Linked DNA regions of Cricetulus griseus: region 1 is linked to region 2. The links are chromatin contacts, called in public Hi-C maps. All regions are on one chromosome and are shown on one strand. Each heading gives the region's core, a stretch centred on a gene start, on an enhancer-like site or on the middle of the called end of the contact. The rest is flanking DNA. Distances are from core to core; before and after follow the strand shown. Region 1 overlaps LOC103159000 (E3 SUMO-protein ligase NSE2). Region 2 holds the start of Trib1 (tribbles homolog 1).

Region 1 (6,612 bases), core at 1,037-3,536, 180 kb after region 2:
GGGCTGAGGGCACAGCTTAAGTGGAGAGCCTTTACAGGGCTCCGGTGAAGATCTAGGTTCAATTCCTAGTACCATGATACAACAGTGGGCTGTTTGTTTCGATGGAATCGTTCTTAACCACACAACGACTAAAATCCTGTCATTTGCACAATGTGGTTAGATCTTCGGGGTGAATGAAACAAGGGCACAGAAAGACAAACACCCCTTTATGACTCATTTATGAAAACCAGGAAGTCAGTCTTGTACAAGGGTAGCAGATGGTACAGTGATCACTAGAGTTGCAGAAAGAAAAGGCACAAGAATTAAGAAGGCCCTACCTCCAGGGCCTGGGAAGGGTGCTGGAGGGAGAGGCAGACAGTGGAAAGAACCCAGGGTATAAGCAAGGTAGATGGATGTGACCTTTGCATGGAGCCAGCACAGGGAAACTCACCAAGCTGCACAACTAGCATGTGCTAAAAATGATTTCAAAAGTAACTCACATATAAAAAACCAATTAAAATGGTTAATCTGTTGGAAAATAGGGTTGAGGTGGTAGTCACTAGGGGCCAGAGTAGGAGTACAGCATTCAGTACTAAACTATGTAAACATAGGCCTGAAGCGATGGCTCAGTGGTTAAAAGCACCACATGGCAGCTCACAACTGTCTGTAACTCCAGTGCCAGGGAATCCAACACTCTCTTCTGGACTTTGTGGATATCAAGTATTACACAGACTTACATGCAGGCAAAACACCCACAACATATAAAACTAAAACATAAAACTAAAATTGTGCAAATATACTTCACCAACTGAAGCATTTCTCACAGGGAATATGTGAAAAAAGCCACCAGAGAAATACAAATGAAAACCAAGAGGACAGCACCTGGCTCACTTAGAGAGACCATTACCAAAGACAAAAAGTGACCAGTATTCAAGAGGATGTGGGAGGGGTAAGAATTGGCTCAGTCATTGCAGAAAACAGTATAGAGTTTCCAGAAAAGAAACAAACAGGCCCCAAAGCAGTAATACTATATATGAACCAGCAATCTCTTCTCTGTGTGTGAATGGCCAAAGGAATAAAACTGAGTGTCAACTGCTCTCCCAGGTCCAATACAACCCTATCTGCAACAGTCAACATGTGAGGCTCCATCTTTCAATGGATGAACACACACACACACACACACACACACACACACACACACACACACACACACACACACACACACACACAGGGGTGAAGGGGAGAAACACGTATCTGATCTGCACTAACAGTGCTACTGGGTTTAATCCTTTCAGTTTCATCCTGAAAATGCTTAATTACCCTGCTGAGCTCACTCAAAGACACCAAAATTCACACGCCTCCAAAACACAGCCATCAGCATAAAATGCGCATGCCCTTGGGCCAGGGGGATGCTAAGGACAGACCATGTTCCCTTCTCTAGGCAGAGACCGTATCCTTTGGGGGCAAAAACACCATCAGGGATATTCCTGGCAGCCACAAGGGTGGAGTCTGGAAGCCTGTTGTAAGGGATCTCTGACTGCAGACTAAGGAAGGAACTACTCATTACACCCAAGACTTGGCACAGCTCAGTCTCCAAACGTTAGCTTCCAGGCAGTCATCGCACAGCTCCTGGAAATGCTTAGGATCTCTCTGAGCTTTTACTGGGAAGAAACTCGGATAAATAGATTTCAAGCCACTGAAAGGGTTTTGGGTGTGGTTGACATGGCTGACTTTGAAAACTTAGCAACACAGGATACACTATGAGTAAGTTCTTAAAAAAAAAAAAAACAAAAAACAAAAAACAACAAAAAAAAAACCAAACCCCCACTAGAGCTAACTCACCAGACCCTTCTGAAAGGGCTCTTTTACTAATTTCAGTGAAGTCCAGCAGAACATAAGCCGTAATGTGAAACACAATTTATGCAATTATGTTGAAATTCTCTACCAGAGTTGCATCTTCTAATGTAAGATTTTATGGTAAAATAATTTCAAAATACTTTTAAAAGTTATGTTAGGCTCATTTTGGTTTTAAAACTGTCACAGGAAACTCTTTTCTATATAAGTCATTGAAATCCTAAGACAAAATGATAGTGTCTTTAAATTAGGAAAAAAAAAAAAAAACAACCCTAAGAACTGAAGCTAACCCTCAATTGAAATTATACTGTTAGGCAACTCCAAAAGCTAAACAAAAACACGTTAGGACAGAAATTGCAACATCAAGGGAAAACTATCCTCATGTAGAGTTCTAGACTCAGCACCGCCTGAGTCCAGAGATGAACTGATCCTGCCTAGGTTTTCCCACAGTCAGCCAACAGGCTAATCACGACATCACAGCCACTGGGGTTTACTCGGGTAAGGCCTATGAGGCCTTTGAAAAGCCAACAGGGATCCCATGGGTGGGTCTGGTCTGCCTTTCAAAACCCACGAACTTCCCATTATATAATTGCCAAGAAGGGAAGCATTTCCCAAGTTAAACAGCCAGCTGGGCGGCACAGTGGCCGAAGGGCTGCACGCCTGCCTGCCTCCCTCCTTGCTGTTAGGAAAGGGAAGGAAAGAGCTTTGTCAATGGCACAGCCGTCCTGTCTGTTAATGTCAGATGAATGAAGCCCGCTTAATGGTCTCACGGGGTTCTTTCTAACGAAACTCCCAGAAGCCCCAGTATCTAAACTAAAATTTCCATATAATCCCTTATAAGATCCCATCTTACAGTGACCACAGAATTCTGAGAACCTTGCTTTTCCACAAAGCCCAAGAAAAATACTTCAGTTTCACCATTCTCGAATTCATTTGACTTAGAAACAAAATAAACATATTACTCTATTTAATATCATTGCACAAGCAAATTCACAAGAATGAAATGTGGTCTGAGTTCCTAGAAAAAATGTAGCAATCCAGGCTGCCAACTTGCTCGGTGTCGAGCTCTAGGCAGAGCAGGAGCACCAGCAGTGACTCAGACTGAATCACGCGTAAGCTATTTTTGCTTTTCAAGTCCTGCCAGGAGCTGTGCTAATATTCAACTCAGAGTAAATTTAGCTCAACAAGAAAACAAGTGTTTCCATGGCTGCCTCTTCACAGTGTTTATGGTATGGTCTATGCGCAGCCATTAGGCCCAGGAGCCCAGCCAGATCCACAAAGTGGAAATGCTCATCTTTCCTTGGCAACACCAAATACAGCTTGGGCTATCCTTCTGTCTGCTGTCTACCTGCCTCCTGAGCTCCCAAATGGCTAACATGCAGTGAGCTGACAGAGCTAACAGGCTGCTGCTGCTGGGGGGTTTCATCTGGCTTTGCACTGAGTCAAAACCACACTTCTCTAGAGGTGGTGTACACCACACTAAAATGCTTAAAGGACTTAGCAAACACAGTAGAAAGTTTGGTGGACAGACACCACATGGAATCTTCACACAGGATCACATCTAGTGACAGTCTGTTTATGCGGCTGACACTCAGAGGTGCTGAAAAATAAATTAGTAACAGGCAAAGAGTAGGTAAGATTTGATTGTCTTTATGCTGGAGGAAAAAAAAAACCCAACACGATGAAAAATTATCATAGTAACCTCCTTAATGTTTTCTGTAACAGAAAAAGTTTTCTTACTACTCTACAGGGGGCAGCAAGCTGGGTAGCAACACAGGAGAGCCACCAGCAAGCCACCCTACCCAGTGTTGAGCACACAATTCAATAGCACTATAGTTCCAAGCTGAGGGTTCCTCAAAGGGCAAACACAAAAGCCTGGTCCCAGCTTGTAGTGTCTCGGTGAGATGCATGTAACCTCTAAAATGTAGAGTCTAGAGGAGAGTCCCCTTGAAGGGCACCTGGCCCATTCCCATCCCTCTCTCTGCCTTCTCGTTTCCATGAGGTAGACAGGCCTTCCCCTCTGGGTGTTCCAGTCACAGTAGACTGTGCTGCCACAGACCCAAAGCAATAGTGTCAAGTGGCTATAACTGAGGCCCCTGAACCCATGGACCAAAATAAACTTTCCGTCTGAAAGGTCTGCTATGTCAGGTATTGTGTTACACAGTTAGTGTAACACAGAAAGCTGACACAATTAGTATTAACCACATTCACAATTTCATAAAACAGGTCTCCAGAAGCTGTCACCTTGTGATTCTTACACACACACACACACACACACACACACACACACACACACACACACACACAGAGGCTTCTGTGCTTGGGCAGCAGAGTGGATTGAGAAGATGGAGGAGCAGATGCCAGGGCACTTTCCTAACTAAATCTACATCACTGGAATTCCTAGCACCATCTCATACATGGTGCTAGGATTTCACTTGGCAAAAATAATCAGCTTTCCCAGCAGAGGTGTCTACGCTATGTAGGCTGCACGTACCTTGGAATATACACCAAATCATAGAGCCTCTTTTTATAAAAACAAACTTTTATCTAGGCAAGAGAGAAAAGGTTAGGTTTCTCTACCAATGTCAGTACTGACATTGTGTGCAGCAGGCACACAGACTGTGGCAGAGAACAGAAAAAGCATGGATTCCGACCCCTGCTCAAGGCCACAAATCCTGTGAAGCAAGAGCCGTGTTTCCTTTCTTTTCCTTCCTAGCAAAATGTTTTTGTACACGTAGACGGCCACTACTGCAAAGGAACGAAGTGGAGAAGGTTGGGTCAGAACACCACCAGAGAAGATAGAGAAACTAACCAAGTAGGGCAAGTCTGGAGAACAGCCAATGGGTCTGGCATGGCCGTGATGACACACCACCAGTCACACAAACAGCCTCATCGGAGAGTCATGCTCCAGGGAAAAAATTCATCCTTACACAAGCAGGGTGCTCAGAAAGCTATTCAGGCCGTTCAATATTTGGAAAAAGCTTTGCAAGAGTGGTCAAAAGGATCTTTTGAAACTCCTGGCTCTAAAGAACACTGCCAAGGGTACCTTGGTGATAGGTCAAACCCCTAAAGCTCTCTTGAATGGACTCTTTAAGTCCCAGGGTCCGGATCTGGGCCAGGCCTTGGCATACAGCACAGGTGATTCAAAGAGCCGTATGGACCAGAAAGCAAGTGCCGAACTGCAAGCCTGGAGAACATCTGACTTGAAGCCCATGGATCTCAAGGCCCTGGGGAACAGAAGTGATTTATAAAATAATGACCTTCTGACTCACTGGGTCACTGACTCACTAACTCAACTCTACCATGAAGTTTGGGGTTAGAGGAATTTAAAACAGCTAAATCTCTACAATAAGAATATACTCAAAGCTAAGCAGAGGCATATGTGAGAGAGAAAACTGGACCGCTGAAGAGTTGAGTTTAAGAGAGTGGAAATATTCTTTAAGATACGACACATCATTTTACTCAGCAATGCTAGGTCTGGACACATGCACAGGAGAATTGAAGGGAGGAATTCACACGGACAGATGCCGCCCAGTATTCACAGCAATACGGGAACTGACACACAGAGACTCAAACGCCCACCAATAGGTCAATGTTTGAACGGGGAAATCCCCTGGGCTTGGTAAGGCATCAAACTGAGATACAGGTGATGGATGGAGCAGCCCTGAAGCCATTGCAGTGCATGAGCCTGTATGCAGCCTGGAACAGTCAAATGCACCCAGACAGGAATTAGCACAGTGGGGACCAACGAGGGGGCGAGGAGGAATTACTATTTAATGAGCACAACATTTCTGTATAAGATTCTGAAAAGGTCCCAGCAGTGGGTGATGGTGACAACTGCACGGTGCAAATGCATTTAATGCCAGCACACTGCATAAACAGTGTCATGGTAAATTTTATGTTAGCTCACATTTAATACACATATCAAAATGTAAAGCCGAAACAGACGCAAGGAGCAACGATATACTAACAACTGCTTACCTGCTGTACTGTAGGCCTCATTACTGCTCTGCCTTAAGAACAGGGAGCCAGTAGTGCTTGTGGGTAGGACACCTGAACTCTGCACTATCTGCTTGGTTCTAGAATTCTAACCCTGCTCTAAAAAAATTTTTTTTTAAAGCCTATTACAAATAAAACTCAGGGAAAAGTAAAGGGGATTAGTCTGTGTCAAGCTCCTGTCTGCTGTGCAGCGCCTTGCACTGCCTCCCCACCAATCCTGGGGATACAGACCTTACACAATGCAGCCTCCTTGCTTACTTTCAGCTGCCTTTCTTGTATGTGACCTGTCTCTAATCCCCGTGTACCCCCTAGTCCTGGAGGCTGGGGTCCTAGACTTCCGTGTGTCCCTGGGCCCTTGATGCTCCTATTGCTCCCAAGGTTGCTTACCTTGCTCTGACCTACACCTCCTGACTCCGCCTCCTCGTGTTTATTTTGGCCTGAGGGGACTGGCCTAGTATTTATTGGCCTTTGGTACTCTAAACCTAGACACAGTTCCCTAATTCTTTCTTCTAAACTCATATTTACCTTGCTGTAAGGCAAAACTCATCTGGCAGTGATTAAATAGAAAGAACAGAGAGATGATATTGGCTCACAATTATAATATTCCAGACATTTCTTAACACTATAAATGAGAGTTTTTGTTCGGTGTAAACTGGTCCTTTGTAAAGGTCTTAAAGCAGACCTTTATTTTACCTTCTAATTTTCTGCCTTAATCTGATGTTCATTCACCAAGTATACTAGATGTGGAGAACGGTACACATGGATGTTTATGGGGAAAGA
Region 2 (6,216 bases), core at 331-2,830:
TCTAAGAAGCTGCTGGCTGGTCTCTTTAAGGGCCTTTTGTTCACTCCGGTTACTCATATCCTAGACGCAACTGGAAATGGTGACACACGGGCTGTCACCATCTGGATTCAGCTATTATCTGCTCGGAGGAACTGGAAGGGGTTGCACAATGACCCAGACCCACCCCACCTCTGAGGTGGCTGCTCTGGTACCAACTGGGGGGGGGAATCCCTCTGCTGCTCTCTCCTCCCGCCCCACCCACCCCTCCACACAAGTTTCTCTTCCAAAACTGCTCTCATCCACCAAGAAAAAAAGGTTTTTTCCCCCCCTCTGGGCTTGACCACGCATCTGAGATTTCACGCGAGTAGACAGTAGGTGGCACCAGCAAGCGGGGAGAGGGGAGTTCAGGTGAGCTGCTGAAAACCCAGGAGCCACTCTTAACTCCAGGGGAATGAAAGCAGTCGGTGGGGGCTCTCGGTGGACCAGGGTGTGAGCGTCGCGCTCACCAAGCACAGACCGTCCACGGCTCCGCGCTCTCCAGGAGAGCCGGGCCATCCCCTATGGAGTTGTACTCCCCCTAAGGTTGCAATAAAAACTGGCGGACGCAAACTACAGCGAGTGGAAGCGAGAGCCCCTGGGAGCTCCTCAACACTCTTCTCAATCAGGCCTGGAGCCCCTCCCAGGCTTAAACCCCCGCAGGCCCGCGACTCCCTGGGGTGGGCTGTATTCTGGTTCCAGCCAGAACCCCCTGGGTAGAAGCCGGACACCGTGTCTGCAGAGCCTGTGCCGCGAACGTCCGGCTGAGAGCCTGCCAGCTGCTCCAAGCCGGGAGGAGGCACCCACTGCAGGGCGTCCGTCCAGGGCAGGGGGAGGAGGGGGGGATGAGAGCAGGGCAATGGCATGGCCCTGGAATCCATTGCAATTCCAAACTTAAATGGGACGCCACGCGCTAGCCACACTTGAGCGCCAAAGAAAAAAAGCACCGAGATGAACCCCTCCACTTGCCCTAGACCGCGGGTCCCTCAGCAGAACACTCCACAGGAAAGCCCTCAGGGGCGAAGCTGACCAAAACGCCCTCTTGATCCGACTTTTCAAAGCCCTTCCTTAGCGGCTCTGCCAACCCCAAAGCTCCGGCCGGGGCGCGATCCGGGGTAGCCAAGCCCTCGTGCCAGGCCCGCAGCCCTGGCCCCCGGGATGCTTACCTTGCAGCGCAGCTCGCGGCCGGTGTGGATGCACAGCGCCCGGGACACATGCTCGCGCTCGGCTAGGGGCAGCAGCAGGTAGTCGGCGATGCGGCTGGGCCCGGGTGCGCTCGCACAGCTGCCGCCGCCGCCGGTCCCCTGAGCGGAGGGCGGAGGCTGCGGGCTGCAGGGCGAGCCCGGGGGACTGAGGTAGTCGGGGGGGCTCGAGCACTCGGAGAGGCGCGGACACTTGGCCGCCACGGCCGCCGCGTCGTCCGCGTCCAGCAGCCGTTTGGCCGGGGTAGCCCGGGCGGCCGGGAAGAGCAGAGCCGGAGCCGAGCGGGGCTGCGAGGCGCCGCCGAGTGCAAAGCGCACGGGACCGACCCGCATCGCGGCCCTGGCCGGAGCGGCCCCGGCTTTGGAAATCCCGGGCTCGGCGCTGCGATTCCTTCCAGCCCTCGGGATGCCGTTGGCAGACGGAGCTCCGATCGGTCCCCGAGAGGTGCGCGACGACAGCCGTTCCCGGACGCCGGCGTCTTCCACACGAGGACCACGCTGGCCACGCGTCCGGGCTGGGGAGGGAGGCCACCCGGGGTCCCCAGACTCCCGCGGCCACCAGGTCTGGGCGCCTCGCGGGCGGCGGCGGCGGCGATCGGGGCCGCTATTGTTGCCGACGCTGGGGGCTGAGTCCCGGGACGGGGAGGCGGCCCGGCTTCCCCGGCTTCCCCGGGTTCCGGGGCGCTGGAGTCTGGAGGATCGGATTCCGCAGGCTCGGTGGCTTCCCGGAGCCAAGGCACTCACTTCCAAAAGCAATTAAGTGGGGAGTAGAAGCCGGCACAACTTTGCCGCGCCGCTCGGGATCCTGCGCGCTCCGGGAGTGCGAGCGGGCGGGCGGGCGGTGGAGCGTGCGAGCCGCGCTCAGAGAGAGAGTGGCTGGATGTGAGTGTGTGCGCCGCACTGATGCCGGCCTGTGCGCTCCTTCTCCTTTTCCTCCACCTCCTCCGCCTCCCGGTGACTCACGCTGTATACACACACACACACTCACACTCACACACACACTCACACACACACTCACAGGCCGGGCTGTGTAAACAGTTGGGAAGCCGGGTTGTGCAATGAGGTGGCTGCGACGACTCCAGCCCCGTCGCCCCGGCTCACAGTCACCGGAGCGGAGGGAGGAGACTGGGGAGGGGAGGGGGGGAAGGAGGGGTGATGGAGTGGGAAGCGGGGGACAGCGGGGGTGGCCGGAGGCCCGGGGATGCTCCCGACTGCGCGCGCCTGGGCGCAGGTGGGAACGTCCGTCCGTCCGTCCGGGGCCGTCTTGGGCGCGCGCGCAGGCATGCACGCTTGCACGCTTGCACGCTTGCACGCGCCCCCCGGGGCTAGGCTGGGCGGCAGGCTGCGCGCACCCGAGCGCTGGCCCCGCGGGCTCGGCGGCCCGGAGCCGAAGGAGGGGGGCGGAGGAGAAGCTCCCGTGACGTCAGGGTCCCGGGGAAGTGGGCGGGGCTGGGCGGGGGCGAGGCGGCCGCTGATTGGCGCGCGCGCACCATTCACACAACACAATGGAGTGCGAGCTCCCGGCCGGCGCGCGGCTCCCCTCCGTCCGGGCTCGGCGGGAGCCGCTGGCTGCAGCCCCGGTGGGGACGTCCCCCGTGGCTCTTGCACTCCGGGAGCTCCCGGTGGAGCTGCGGGCGCCGCCGAGTCGCGGCTGCAGCCCGGAGGAAGGGGCGAGAGGGAAGGTGATGCATTCCATTTGCAGTCATTCACCACCACCCCACCCCACCCCCCCACGCGGTAGTTCCGGGGAAAGACCTGTGCGTGGTAGTGAGTGTGGCTTTTTTTTTTTTCTCTCTCTCTCCCCCTTCCTTTTCCTGCCTCCTCCCGGCTCTAATCCCCAGCGTCTGTTCGCTTCCACAAATAGAACCTTCTGTTGGATGAAATAAAAGCAAACACTGGGCCTTCTGCTCTGCCTCCACCTCCACGCCCCTCCCGCTCGCCCGCTCGCCCGCCCCGATTTGCACGGAAATAGCTTCTTCTCCAGGCTCCTGGGCCGCCCCTTCGCGGTGACTCGCAGAAAGAGCTTCCTGAGCTCCGGCCGGTGGGAAACAAAGGATGTGGGGAACTGGCGGAAGGGGCCCACGTGGCAGCCGCCAGATTCCTGTCTCCTCCCGCCTCCGTCCACGCCCTAGGTAGGGTCTAGGGCGCCAGAGCGGTCCAGGGTATTGGAGTACCGGTCATTGGATCCACCGCCAGGGGTAGACACTACACTACCTGCACCCGGACAAGGTCGCGTGTGCGCGTTCGTGCAGCCTGAGTTGGGTGCCCTTGGAACTGGCTTACCCTGCTCTGGAAGCTGCTTTGCAGTCACATTTTGTGTTGTTAGGGTTTCTGTCCCCTCCCACCCCCACCCCCCCTTTCGCAAACCAGGTCAGTTTGGAGTCCCTGGATCCTCACTCAGCACAGATACCTATTATCAAAATCCTTGTGCTTATGCTGAATAATTAATTTTCTAAAACCAGGTCAAGCCCAAGAATAAATCCTTTTCATTATTAATTCTCCAGCCATTCAACAAACGCTAATTAAGCATCTCCAAGGGCTAGACGCTGGGGATTAGACAACTTAAATTGAACCGGTAATGCTGGGATGGGGTGGGGGGAACAGGCTCCTTGTTCTTAGCGCTTTGCACACCTTGCTACACTTTGGTTCTGTGCTCACTTCACAGGGTTACTTTTTGCCCCAAGAAAGAAACGGAAGCCTAGAACTTGCTGTGTCTCCTTGAAAGGCTGTCTCCCGAGTCTCCTTCCAAGGCTAAGTGCTAACAGCACGCAAGGAGTCTCCGAAGAGACTACATTTGTGAGACTACAATTTGCATAGAAAGGAACCATTAGGGGGACCTCCATCTGCAACACCCTGGACCTGGGTTAGGAGAGCTGTTAAGAGGAGAGCTATGAACAGTGGCTGGCCAGGAGGGCTAGCCAAGAAGGACAGGGCAGCTCCCAGGAAGGCAGGGAGCTGATCTTCACAGGTTGTTGGGAGCTAGTATGTTTAAGAAATTTCTCAGCCGGGCGTTGGTGGCGCCCGCCTTTCATCCCAGCACTCGGGAGGCAGAGGCAGGTGGATCTCTGTGAGTTCGAGGCCAGCCTGGTCTCCAGAGCGAGTGCCAGGATAGGCTCCAAAGCTACACAGAGAAACCCTGTCTCGAAAAACAAACAAACAAAAAGTTTCTCTAAACCTGGAGGTGGTGGTGCAGGCCTTTAATCCAAGCACTCAGGAGGCAGAGTCAGGTGGATCTCTGAGTTCTACAGAGCCAGTTCATCGTAACCCGTTTACATCACCAAAGACCACCATTGTTTCAGGACACCTCAGCTAAACACTGAGATGATCTTCACAAACTCACTTTCTCGAGCTCTCTTAGCGCTTTGCACACCTTGCTACACTTTGGTGGGAGCCTCTGGAAGACCAGGAGCAGGTGGGAGGCAGAGGAGAGTTACCAGGAGCTTCCCACATCTACCCTTCTCTTTGAGACTGGACTCTCCTCCCTGGTTGCCGCAAGGGCATAGCAGAAGCTCTTTCGGGAACCGCCTTGACAATCTTCACACTGGCCATCCTCACATCCAGTGACTATCTCTGGTGGAAGGATGATGGCCGGGTCCTCTTGCCAGGGCCTCTGCATTTCCAGTTTCCAAGCCCCCAGCTGGAGGCCATGGAATTCTTCTTAGATTGCAGTGAGCCCAGCTACTCCTCCTGCCCCAGCTACTCCTCCTGCCCCAGCTACTCCTCCTGCCCCATCCAGCTCCTTCCCTGCCTTCCACTTCCTGCCTTCTGTTTCTCATTTCCAAATGAGTAGCTCCTGGGGACCCCAGTCCATGGCACCCTCTCTTCATAAGCCCAGCTCACTGTAAGGATTCTGGCTCCTGGGATCAGGTGATACCACCTTGTCTCCTAGTCCTCGAGTGACAGTGACTTCCTGTTGTTAAATTCTGAGTCACCCTCAGCCCTATGCTTTGTTCTGTTTTATTCCTGCTTTTCCAATACCTTTGGAACCAGTTCCCCCTATTAAATTCTTTGTAGCAAACTCGTTGACCTGGAGTCTGTTTCCTTGTGTAGCCCCTTCTCTTTCTCTGCCTGCCCCCCAACTTAGTGCAAGGCTGTATGCTGGATTCCTACAGTGAGCTTCTGAGCCATGAAACCACCCTTTCAGACAACAGCAAATACCTACTATGTGTCGGGGTACCTACTAAGTGCTGCGGTTACAGGTGCACACACAAAGTCAAGCTGCCCTCTATTCCCTTAATTCATTTTTTTTTTTTCAAATGCACAACTATACCTGGTGAAACGTAAACCTGATCACATCAAGCCCTGGCCTGCCCCTGAAGGACTCAGAGAAAATCCACACCCCAGACTAGAAAAGTAGACCTTCATTCAGGTCCGGCTTCATTCTCAAGACTGTCTTTCTCGTCTCCTGGTCTCCTGTCCTACCCGTGCCAGGTCCTGGCAGGGCCCCAAACACACCTGCCAATTCACACCTCTGCACAGTTGCCCCTAACAGCCCCTCCCACCGGACTCTTTCTTCTCCCTCTGCCAAGCTAATGGGCTCCCACTCATCCCCAGCACCTGCAGTGAGGAGGTGTGAACGGCATCCAAGTGCAACGAAGTCACACCTTCTGTGGTGCTTCCCACTGAGCTGCGCTCCCAGGAAAGGGAGGTCAAACCTTACTCACTCTAGTGGCAGCTCAAGATCTCTCACTTAAGAGGGGTCCCACAAGTGGCCATGGATTGTGGGTCACCCACAGGGACTGCAAGCGACAAGAGACTGTGGGGGGGGAAAAAAAAAAACAACATTCAGGCAGGGACAGGGCTGGAGACTCCACGGCACATGGAAGACAACAGGCTGTAGATGGCCCAAGAAAGCAGGAACTTAAGCTCTGAAGCTATGTGTGCAGGAGTGGACACACATACCACTGGCTGAGCGAGCCGCCATCTGGTAGGACAGGAGACAAGGGAGAGAGGTTGTCTTGATTTGGTCCTGAGGCTTTCTTTGATGCCAAGTCTGGAC

Evidence for each region. A called contact is a pair of places that touch in the nucleus more often than the background predicts.
Region 1: a contact with region 2 is called in a Hi-C map of the CHO-K1 cell line, with 4 times the contacts expected there. The contact joins the enhancer-like site here to the promoter of Trib1 in region 2. A contact is called at or near these places in 2 of 8 Hi-C or Micro-C datasets (the CHO-K1 cell line and fibroblasts).

Annotation. Positions count from the first base shown.
Region 1 is chr10:28,163,910-28,170,521 of CriGri-PICRH-1.0, forward strand. The region is part of intron 4 of LOC103159000 (E3 SUMO-protein ligase NSE2); the gene reads right to left. Among named protein-coding and RNA genes, the nearest start is that of Washc5, 97 kb to the right of the region's middle. Within about 2 kb of position 2,287, at least 6 of the 6 cell types and tissues checked have open chromatin away from gene starts, as enhancers often do. A contact at or near this core is called in the CHO-K1 cell line and fibroblasts, where this site is marked.
Region 2 is chr10:27,989,580-27,995,795 of CriGri-PICRH-1.0, forward strand. It overlaps Trib1 (tribbles homolog 1), which reads right to left and starts at 1,581. Exons shown (of 3, transcript XM_027431600.2): 1 at 1,182-1,581. The coding sequence starts at 1,550.